Regions from separate parts of the Zea mays genome. Here all the other regions are linked to region 3. The links are chromatin contacts, called in public Hi-C maps. All regions are on one chromosome and are shown on one strand. Each heading gives the region's core, a stretch centred on a gene start, on an enhancer-like site or on the middle of the called end of the contact. The rest is flanking DNA. Distances are from core to core; before and after follow the strand shown. Region 1 holds the start of LOC100275489. Region 2 holds the start of LOC109942419 (homeobox-leucine zipper protein ROC8). Region 3 has its middle 130 kb from the start of LOC118473268.

Evidence for each region. A called contact is a pair of places that touch in the nucleus more often than the background predicts.
Region 1: a Hi-C map of tassel shows a contact between it and region 3, with 3 times the contacts expected there. The contact joins the promoter of LOC100275489 here to the enhancer-like site in region 3. A contact is called at or near these places in 6 of 25 Hi-C or Micro-C datasets (bundle sheath, ear, endosperm and 2 more) and 1 of 3 datasets of contacts at active chromatin or transcription factors (leaf).
Region 2: a Hi-C map of ear shows a contact between it and region 3, with 5 times the contacts expected there. The contact joins the promoter of LOC109942419 here to the enhancer-like site in region 3. A contact is called at or near these places in 9 of 25 Hi-C or Micro-C datasets (bundle sheath, ear, leaf and 2 more) and 1 of 3 datasets of contacts at active chromatin or transcription factors (leaf).

The regions. Positions count from the first base shown.
Region 1 is chr9:10,677,808-10,680,507 of Zm-B73-REFERENCE-NAM-5.0, reverse strand. It overlaps LOC100275489, which reads left to right and starts at 1,450. Exons shown (of 3, transcript NM_001149551.2): 1 at 1,450-1,765; 2 at 1,868-1,953; 3 at 2,641-2,700. The coding sequence starts at 1,553.
Region 2 is chr9:10,317,846-10,320,545 of Zm-B73-REFERENCE-NAM-5.0, reverse strand. LOC109942419 (homeobox-leucine zipper protein ROC8) reads right to left here and starts at 1,367. Exons shown (of 11, transcript XM_020544401.3): 1 at 1,022-1,367; 2 at 651-828; 3 at 370-487; 4 at 47-232. The coding sequence starts at 745.
Region 3 is chr9:10,480,267-10,482,966 of Zm-B73-REFERENCE-NAM-5.0, reverse strand. No RefSeq gene overlaps it. Among protein-coding and RNA genes, the nearest start is that of LOC118473268, 130 kb to the right of the region's middle. Within about 2 kb of position 1,261, at least 16 of the 20 cell types and tissues checked have an H3K27ac peak or open chromatin away from gene starts, as enhancers often do. A contact at or near this core is called in bundle sheath, ear, leaf and 1 more, where this site is marked.

The sequences.
Region 1 (2,700 bases), core at 201-2,700, 200 kb before region 3:
TACTCCCCATCCCTGGTTAGGGTATGGGTTCAGTTTCCAACACATAAAAAAAAGGACGGTGATGACCATAAGTGCTGAACATAACAAAATAAAGAAGAAGAAAAAACAAAAAATATGTGCTTAAAGCAAAGGTATAAAACTAAGATATTTCGTTTTTTTTGCCGATCAAAAATGCGATTGAGTGCAGATTTATGATAAGTATTTCCTACTATAAAAGAGAAGAAGGGTTTAGCCTACTATAGAGAGAAGAATTTAAAAGTTTAAAAATGGTTACTTAAATGCCGCTAGATGCACTGATTCTAGCAAGCTGTTCGATCGTGCCGGCGATTTGAGAGCTGTGTCTAAGTGTCTTACCGAATGGCTCGAAGCTGTTCTTCATCCTAATATGCTTCGATGATCTGCGAGCTGTTCGTGCTGAATGCTTTCTGACTCTGTAGCATGTCAATGGGCCCAAGGAGCAGTGTGCCTCAGGCCTCAGCCCACGAAGGGCCTCTTCTGCGCAGCTCCTTAATTTGGCCCATATCGTCCGCTCCTCCTCCCTCGTGCCGTGCGGCATTGGCAAATGGCAGGTATTCACGCTGTACTTGGGAGTCTGGGACGGAGAGATGCCAGTTCGCAACGCAAGCACCAGAGCGGCAATCTTGCCGTGTTCCGTGCCCTCCTTCGGCTCGATCCGTTAGCCCAGCCATGCAAACTGTGCAAATCTGGACGGATCCAGATCCAGCCGCGCCATGGGTCGAGCGAGCCTGCTAGCACCGGGACGGAAATGCCCCCCACGACGCGGCGGCGTCTATATATGGGGCGCCAACTGACCGTCCAGTGCCCGCCCGGCGAGTCGAAATGATCCGTCGTCGTCACTGCCACTGGGCTTCTTCCTTTCCTCCCTGCTGCCCAAAAGCTGGACGCGTCGACCACACATGCTCCCCCCTGACAGCGCCCCAACCTTCGCTTTACTCCCCTGTTCGCCCCCGCCCCCCCAGTACTTCGCCACTGCTCCGTCTGACTAAACCACCGCCCCCGCCCCACCCCTGATCTGACTGTTTCTCCAACTCATGCGGCTTTGTTTGGATAATCTAGTCTAGTATTCAAAACGCTGTGTGATTTCTGTTAAAAAACGGCGAATAAATTTCGCCAAGCTTTAACATGCGCCGCAGCTCCAGGCCGTCCGCCTCCGGTTCCTGCCTGATCCGAGGGCCCGGGCGACGGCGTCCGGTGCTCGCTGTTGCGGGGCGCGCGCATCGCATGTCTTGCCCGCCCGGCTAAGCCAAGGCCAAGCCAGCAGGCAGCAGGCAGTGCCGAAAACTGCACCGTCTAGCACTATTCTAAAACTCATCACTGCATCTGCATCCCCATAAATAAATGCGGAAGCATGAGGGAGGCGGCATAAAAGGCAAGGCGGAACCAAAAGCCCTCGCACTTTAATTTGCACCATCCCCCCCAAATCTCCATCTCCATCTCCACTCCACCCTTACCCGGCTGCCTGCCCCTCCCCTCTCTCCTCTCTCTCTCTCTCTCCCATCCAGGCCTCCTCTCCCCTCTCTGCCTGTCGCCCATGAGGATCAGGCGGCGGCCGCAGCCCGCCGCCTCAGATCTGGCCGCATCCACCGCGCCGCAGATCCCGCCGCCGAATGCCGCGAGGAACCGCGGGTGGCTGCTGGCAGGCGAGGGCGAGGGCGAGGACGAGGATCGCGAGGCCAGGATGCTGCGTGCGAGCGCGGATCTCGCGCACGAATCTGGAGCCAGCAGGCGCATGGCATTGCCGCAGGTATGTCTGTGTGTTTCCAAGGACCGGGTTCATGGAGGAGATGGTGACTAGCTAGATCTAGCTGAGGCCGTTGTTGCTCTCCCGTGGCTGCCGACTCCGCAGGACGACAATGCGGCGGCCGTGCTGGTGGTGGATCGCGGCGGCAGGAGCTTGGGCGCACCGCGTGGCGCTGCTGATGGCCGCATGAGGTACGCGGATTATATATAAGCAGCTGCACACGGAAAGAAGAGAGAATGGTAGCAACTTTGCTAATTCTGACGGCACGATAGGTTCTCCTGCTTTTGATCTCCTTCCTCAGTACCTGCTCAGCTGTACTGTTCCATAGTGTGCGATGCGATGCCATGCCATGCCAGCTTGACCCATGAGGTAGGGAGGGAGGGAGTCCATGGGTCGATCCAGTTTTATTTTAGTGCACCACCTGTCCTCCCCACTGCAGTCAGCCAGTGTCAGACAAAACACCCCTGTAGCTGTAGTGTAGTGTAGTGTAGTGTGGGCACGTCCTCCCATGGCCATGACCATGACCATGATCCATCCGGCGCATGACATGATTCCTGCTCTGCTCCCCTAGCCCATGCCCATGCCCCCATGCCGACGGCCGGCCGACCCCTCTTGGCTTTGGTCGCTGCTCGACACTTTGGGGGTGCTGCCTACTTGTTGTCGATCACAGCGAAGCCTATTAGCAGCGCCTAGCGGTCTTGGTTGCACTTGCATTGCACCCACGCGTGATCTCGCCCGCGCGGCACACGTTACCACCACCACCACCAGAACTGAACTATTCATTCATATCAATAACATTACTTACCTACGTCTTGTCTACGTGGCTCGCATTGGAATCACCACTCCCGTACGGGCGGACATGTGTTTGCGCTCTGCAGAATCAGTGCGGTGAACGGCTACGATCCGGCGGCGGCGGCGGTGAAGGCGGAGGCGGAGGC
Region 2 (2,700 bases), core at 118-2,617, 160 kb after region 3:
GACGACGTCGCCGGAGACAGCGCGTGGTTGTCAGCTCATGGTTCACCTCTTCCTTGAGGCGGGCGTTCTCCATGCGGAGCTTCTGCTCGTCGAAGAAGTCCTCGGCGACGGGCGGGCCGCCGCAGCTGGGGCAGATGACGTTCTTGAGCGCCTCGCGCATGGTGATGTTCTCGCACCGGATCTTGTCGTTCTCCGCGCGCAGGAAGCAGTTGTCCGCGCGCTCGTGCTGCGCCTGCAGCTCGCACAAGGCCGCCGTCATCCATCAGGAACCCGTGGAAAACAAGCCGACAGAAGGTCGAAATGAAACACGGCGACCTCGTGAATGAAAAGAAGAAAAGAATCAAAGCGGCTGGGACACTCGGTGGGTACCTTCATCTGGGTGCGGCGGTTCTGGAACCAGAACTTGATCTGGCGCGGCTCCAGGCCGAGCTCCCGGCTGAGCGCGGCGCGCTGGTTCTCGTCGGGGTGCGGGCACTCCTTGAACATCCTGCGGTCACCGGCGAACACGCACCATTACATTCCTTTCCGTCAATTCATCAAGACTCACGACGACGCCGGCCGTCAACAACCACGAGGGCGGTGGCCGGACCGGACAGAACGAAGAAACAGCAAAAGAAATGGAAACAAAACGAAACGAGAGAGAACCGTACGCCTCGAGCTGCTGAATCTGGCGCGGGGTGTGGCGGTGGTACCGCTTCCGCTGGCGCTGGCTGTCGGAGCCCTCAGGTTCGTCGCCGAAATCCATTGCCGGCTGGCTGAAGGCTAGCCACACCCACCTACTGCCACCAACCTTCTCTTCTCCCTCTTGCTCGCTCCCTCGCTCTACAGCTGTAGGTGGAGGAGGAGAGATCTCTTAGCTGTGACGCTGCAGTGACTTCTGAGGCCCTGGCCCCCCCTCTGCTCCTATTTATACACGACGACGATGAGCAGGCCGGGCAAGACAGCGCCGGGGTGCGTGGTAGCCGCTTTCCAACTCGAGACGAACGCTGCAGAATAGGCAGGATATCGCGAAAGGCGAAACCTTGGATCCAGCCATGCTTCACGCCATTTCTCCCCCTCCGCTAGCTTCCACCTGGTTTCCTTCCTTGCGACCCTCCTCCGTCCCGGCCCGTCTCTCTCTCTATCGCTCCCCCGTTTCCACGGCAACAGTTACACCTGCAAGCTCCCTCGCCGTCTCTCTGTCTCTCTTCGGTCCTCCCCGACCGCGCTCCTTGGTCTATGAACTGTTGGTTCCTGCCAATCTTTCTTCCTCCTGCTCTGGCAGGCGAGGGAGAGTGGTGTGAGGAAGCAGGAGCTGCAGTAGTAACCGGTGCGAGCGAATTAAGGGCCGAGGTTTTTAAGCAGGGCAGGGCGCCCGGCGAGGCCATGACTGCTCTCTCTTTCTCTCTCTACAGTCCCTCTGTTGGGTTTGGATGGGAACAGCTGGAGCCATTTAAGGCCAAACGGGTCGGGTCTGCATGCTGCATTTCCTCGTCTGATTCCCATTCCCCCCCTCCCAGTCCCACTCCACCCGCAGACCTCTCCACGGCTGAATGAATGATAAATTCGTATTCGTATTCTATTTTTCAAAAACAAATTCTTATAAATAGTTGACGACTTGTTTTATATAAAGTGGCGGGTGTAGAATGTCTCAGATTCTTGCACAATTAATTTGGAATCAGTCATAAGTCGATCGGTTAATTCACACAATATGTTTTGTTTTTATCCATATGGGCACATGTATAATCTGTAACGTTAACATGCAAATCCGTGTAATGATTAGATCTCGTAACGCAAATATTGTCTTTATCCGTGTCGGCACCTAATCCTATAACGTAAAATTGCACGTACGTATATTGCATGGAAATTTAACAACGTAACGTAAATAATTTACAAAATCATGTGATGTTTGGACCGTGTGACGCAAATTTGCACCTATATTGTCTTCATCCGTGTGGACACGTAATCAACGTTTCATGTGTTATATGGAAAGTTAATCCTGTAGTGCAAAATTCGCAAATTTGTGCATACACCTAATCTGCTAGCTGGTAACGACGTTAAATATACACGTCTTACTCGTTATCTGGGTGTCTAATCTCTAATCCTATAACGTTATTTGCACGTAGCATGTAGTGCTTCTTTTGCTTCAAAACTTAACGTGTGTGAATCAGGCAAAACCCGTTCTCAGCTGATTAAATGTTCCACTAGACCACTATTATGTTTTGGTGCTTTCGTTCGAGCGGGAAATATACACATTTGAAGCCTGCATGCGGTGCTTCCTACTGATTAACATGATGTGTGAATTCGATTATATGCGTGCATGGTCAAAATGCCCCATCGTTCTCATATAACATATATTTTCCATTCAGGCAAACTTCTGTAACATAAATTTTGAACATGCAATGGTTCATACTTGCTAATAGGCATCTGTTAACAAATTGTTATTGCAATATTGTTTAAGGTTGCGAGTTATTTTGTAATCTAAATTTGATGCAACATGCTCAAACTTTAATCGGTTATCGAAATGCTATATTAGTTATCGAAATGAACATCAATGTTTTATTCTTACCATCAAGAGAAGTTCGTATTTGAGAGGAATTTCTATGAATTTGAATGTATATGCTCTCTATTTGAGACAATTTTGCATTAAATTGGAAATTTTGGAGCTTCTTTTACTAATGGAAATACTTTTTGAACACTATATGCAAACGCGTGATAGAT
Region 3 (2,700 bases), core at 12-2,511:
AGCTTTCATAGGTGCACCAGACATGTCAAAGTGCATACCAACTTCCTGCACCAAACATGTCCGGTGTAGCTCAAATGACTAGTTCCAGAAACTAGATTGTACTATACTTGTATCTACTGTTTTTATTTGGTGCCTCATCAGACATGTTCGATGAGTATTCCACTCGAATGTACAACTTGTAGATCTTTTTGAGTTTATTGTCCTGTGAGTACTCAGCCTCCCACACTCAATTTGCCTCCCACACTCAATTTGTAACCTCTCTGGGTACCCTGTTAGGTGACATGTTCAATGCTACACCGGACATGTCTAGTGAGTGTTAATCTTCCAACACTCATCTATATAGATCTCTAGATGTCTTGTTTATGCACCATGTCCTGGGAACACCGGACATGATAGTGTTGGCTCTGTTCTAAATAGGGAAATACCTTGTCTGGTGCCCCTGCAGCGACACCATCTCGCGTGTTTCAACCATTTTTGAGTTGGATTTGATCTCAAACTTCTCATGGGCTATCACATGATTATTTAGCACTAGTTTTCATAAGTGTGCATCACTACTCTACACAAATACTTATCTAAGTTAAGGCATCCATCCATGCCTCCCTCGCTAACTTGGCCGGCTTCTTTGGAATTTGGATCACAAACTCAACACCTACTCGGTAGAGAGCCTGTTTGACAAAATGGGGTGTGGTTAATTCACATCCTGCTCGAACTATCTCTTGATTGTTGCTGGCCTGGTTTGGACCCTTTGATGTAACAAAAATAAGATGGTGATTACGAAATAAAATTTCCTAACAGCACGTCAGCCACCATATATGATGCTATATCCTTTTTAGGGGCGGATCCACACCCCGGGCCACCCGGTCCGTGGCCAGGGGCTTGATCTATGTAACTTTATATAAGTATCTATTTATACGGTATAAAATAGTTAAGATAAAATGTAGAGAAAGAAATGAACATACTAGACTTTGTTGGAAGAAATCCTGGATGCCGTGAAGAGTTGGCTACGTGAGCTTCAGCCGGTTGCGGGAGAATGCTCTGCCATTGGAGTGATCTGTGAGAAGGTGGTCCAGTCTTATGCAAGTTTGATGTGAGTGTTTGTCCCCGTAGTCTGGTTCTGAGTGTGAGAGTTGTGCTGTTAGTTGTCATCTGGCATCCCCACCAGACTTTCCTTTTGTTTCCTGCTTCCCAGCGAGGAGCACTGTCCTCTCTTGCTTTGAGTGATGTAAAACACGCTGGACATATTTGCTTTCTCAAAAGCAGAGCTGGAGGCCCAGGAGAAGGCGGGCGGGGTGTGCGCGGGCCGAGCCCGTCAGACGCGTGATCTTTGAAGGCTCCCGCGACTTGCTTGCTGCATCTGCGCTGCGCATGTAAAGCAGTAATTGTGGGTGTGTGTTCTTGGAGCTCGATCGAAGTTGTGTCATATGTAGCTTCGCTAACAAGGAAGTAAATAGCTCGCAAGAGATCTCTCCTCCTTCCCTATTAACAACGAACAAAAAAAAATCAGTCGTCAATTTTTCCATGGAACGTGTCGCATCAAGATTCATTGCTGCTGCTGCTGAGGTTATGCCTTTCATTTAATACACTAGCTAGCAAGGTCAGTGTCACATCTGCTAGCTAGCTAGTCCGCCAGCACTTGATCCTCGTCACCAGCACCTAACCATGGCGCGCCGAAGGGTCATTAGTACGTCGTGTACTGCCCAACTAAGGCTCGTGACAACGACATTAATTTGGATCAACGCCGCAAATATGATTAGTACATCGAAGCAGAGTGCCACTGCCACTGATCAACAGGTCTTGCCAAAAAGTAGCACTTATTAGAAAGGTATATCGCGGGGGTGTTTTTCCGGCCTCCTAAACTTTATTGAGTGACTTAAATAGGTCTCTTGCAAATATGATTTGAAGGGACTAAATTTGGATTAAATTTTAGTCCCTAAAATTTTTAGAAGGGTGGCTAGAGGAACCAAACGCCCTCTGGAAATGCAACCGTTGTATATTTTTTGATTAACCCACTACTACTACTACTTAGGGGGTGTTTGGTTTCTAGGGACTAATTTTTAGTCCCTACATTTTATTCCACTTTAGTTACAACATTATCAAATATAGAAACTATAACTCTATTTTAGTTTCTATATTTGTCAATTTATATACTAAAATGGAACAAAATGAAGGGACTAAACATTAGTCCCTAGAAACCAAACACCCCTTTAGTCGATATGCACATGAAAATCATATCGTATCGTATCCATATATATACAGCTAGATTGTTGACCAAACTGAACAAAATCTAATTTTAGGGCAATCATCATCGGATCTCCATTCTCCAAAGACATGCATGCACACATATTTGCAATCAACGACTGCATATCATTGAACCAAATCATATCCTTACGCTCTACGGCATCATGTCCGCGTTAGTAGTGAGCTGAGCAGTGCGAGAGACCGATCGATCGCTGTGCTCTCGCGCCGTACCGCCGCGCGTCAAGAGAGACGACCGGCCGGCCACACCCACACACATTATTAACGGCGAGTCATCCGGCGGCGATCCCGTCGCTGATTCGCACAAACACGCATAATGGCCGTGCATGCTAGCTATATGATATACTGCAGGAGATGAATCTCTACAATAACCACACGTCGCTTCTCATTGGCTCCGGAATGATTCACCACTGAAAGAAACCCCAACTGCAGCTAGCAACGAAT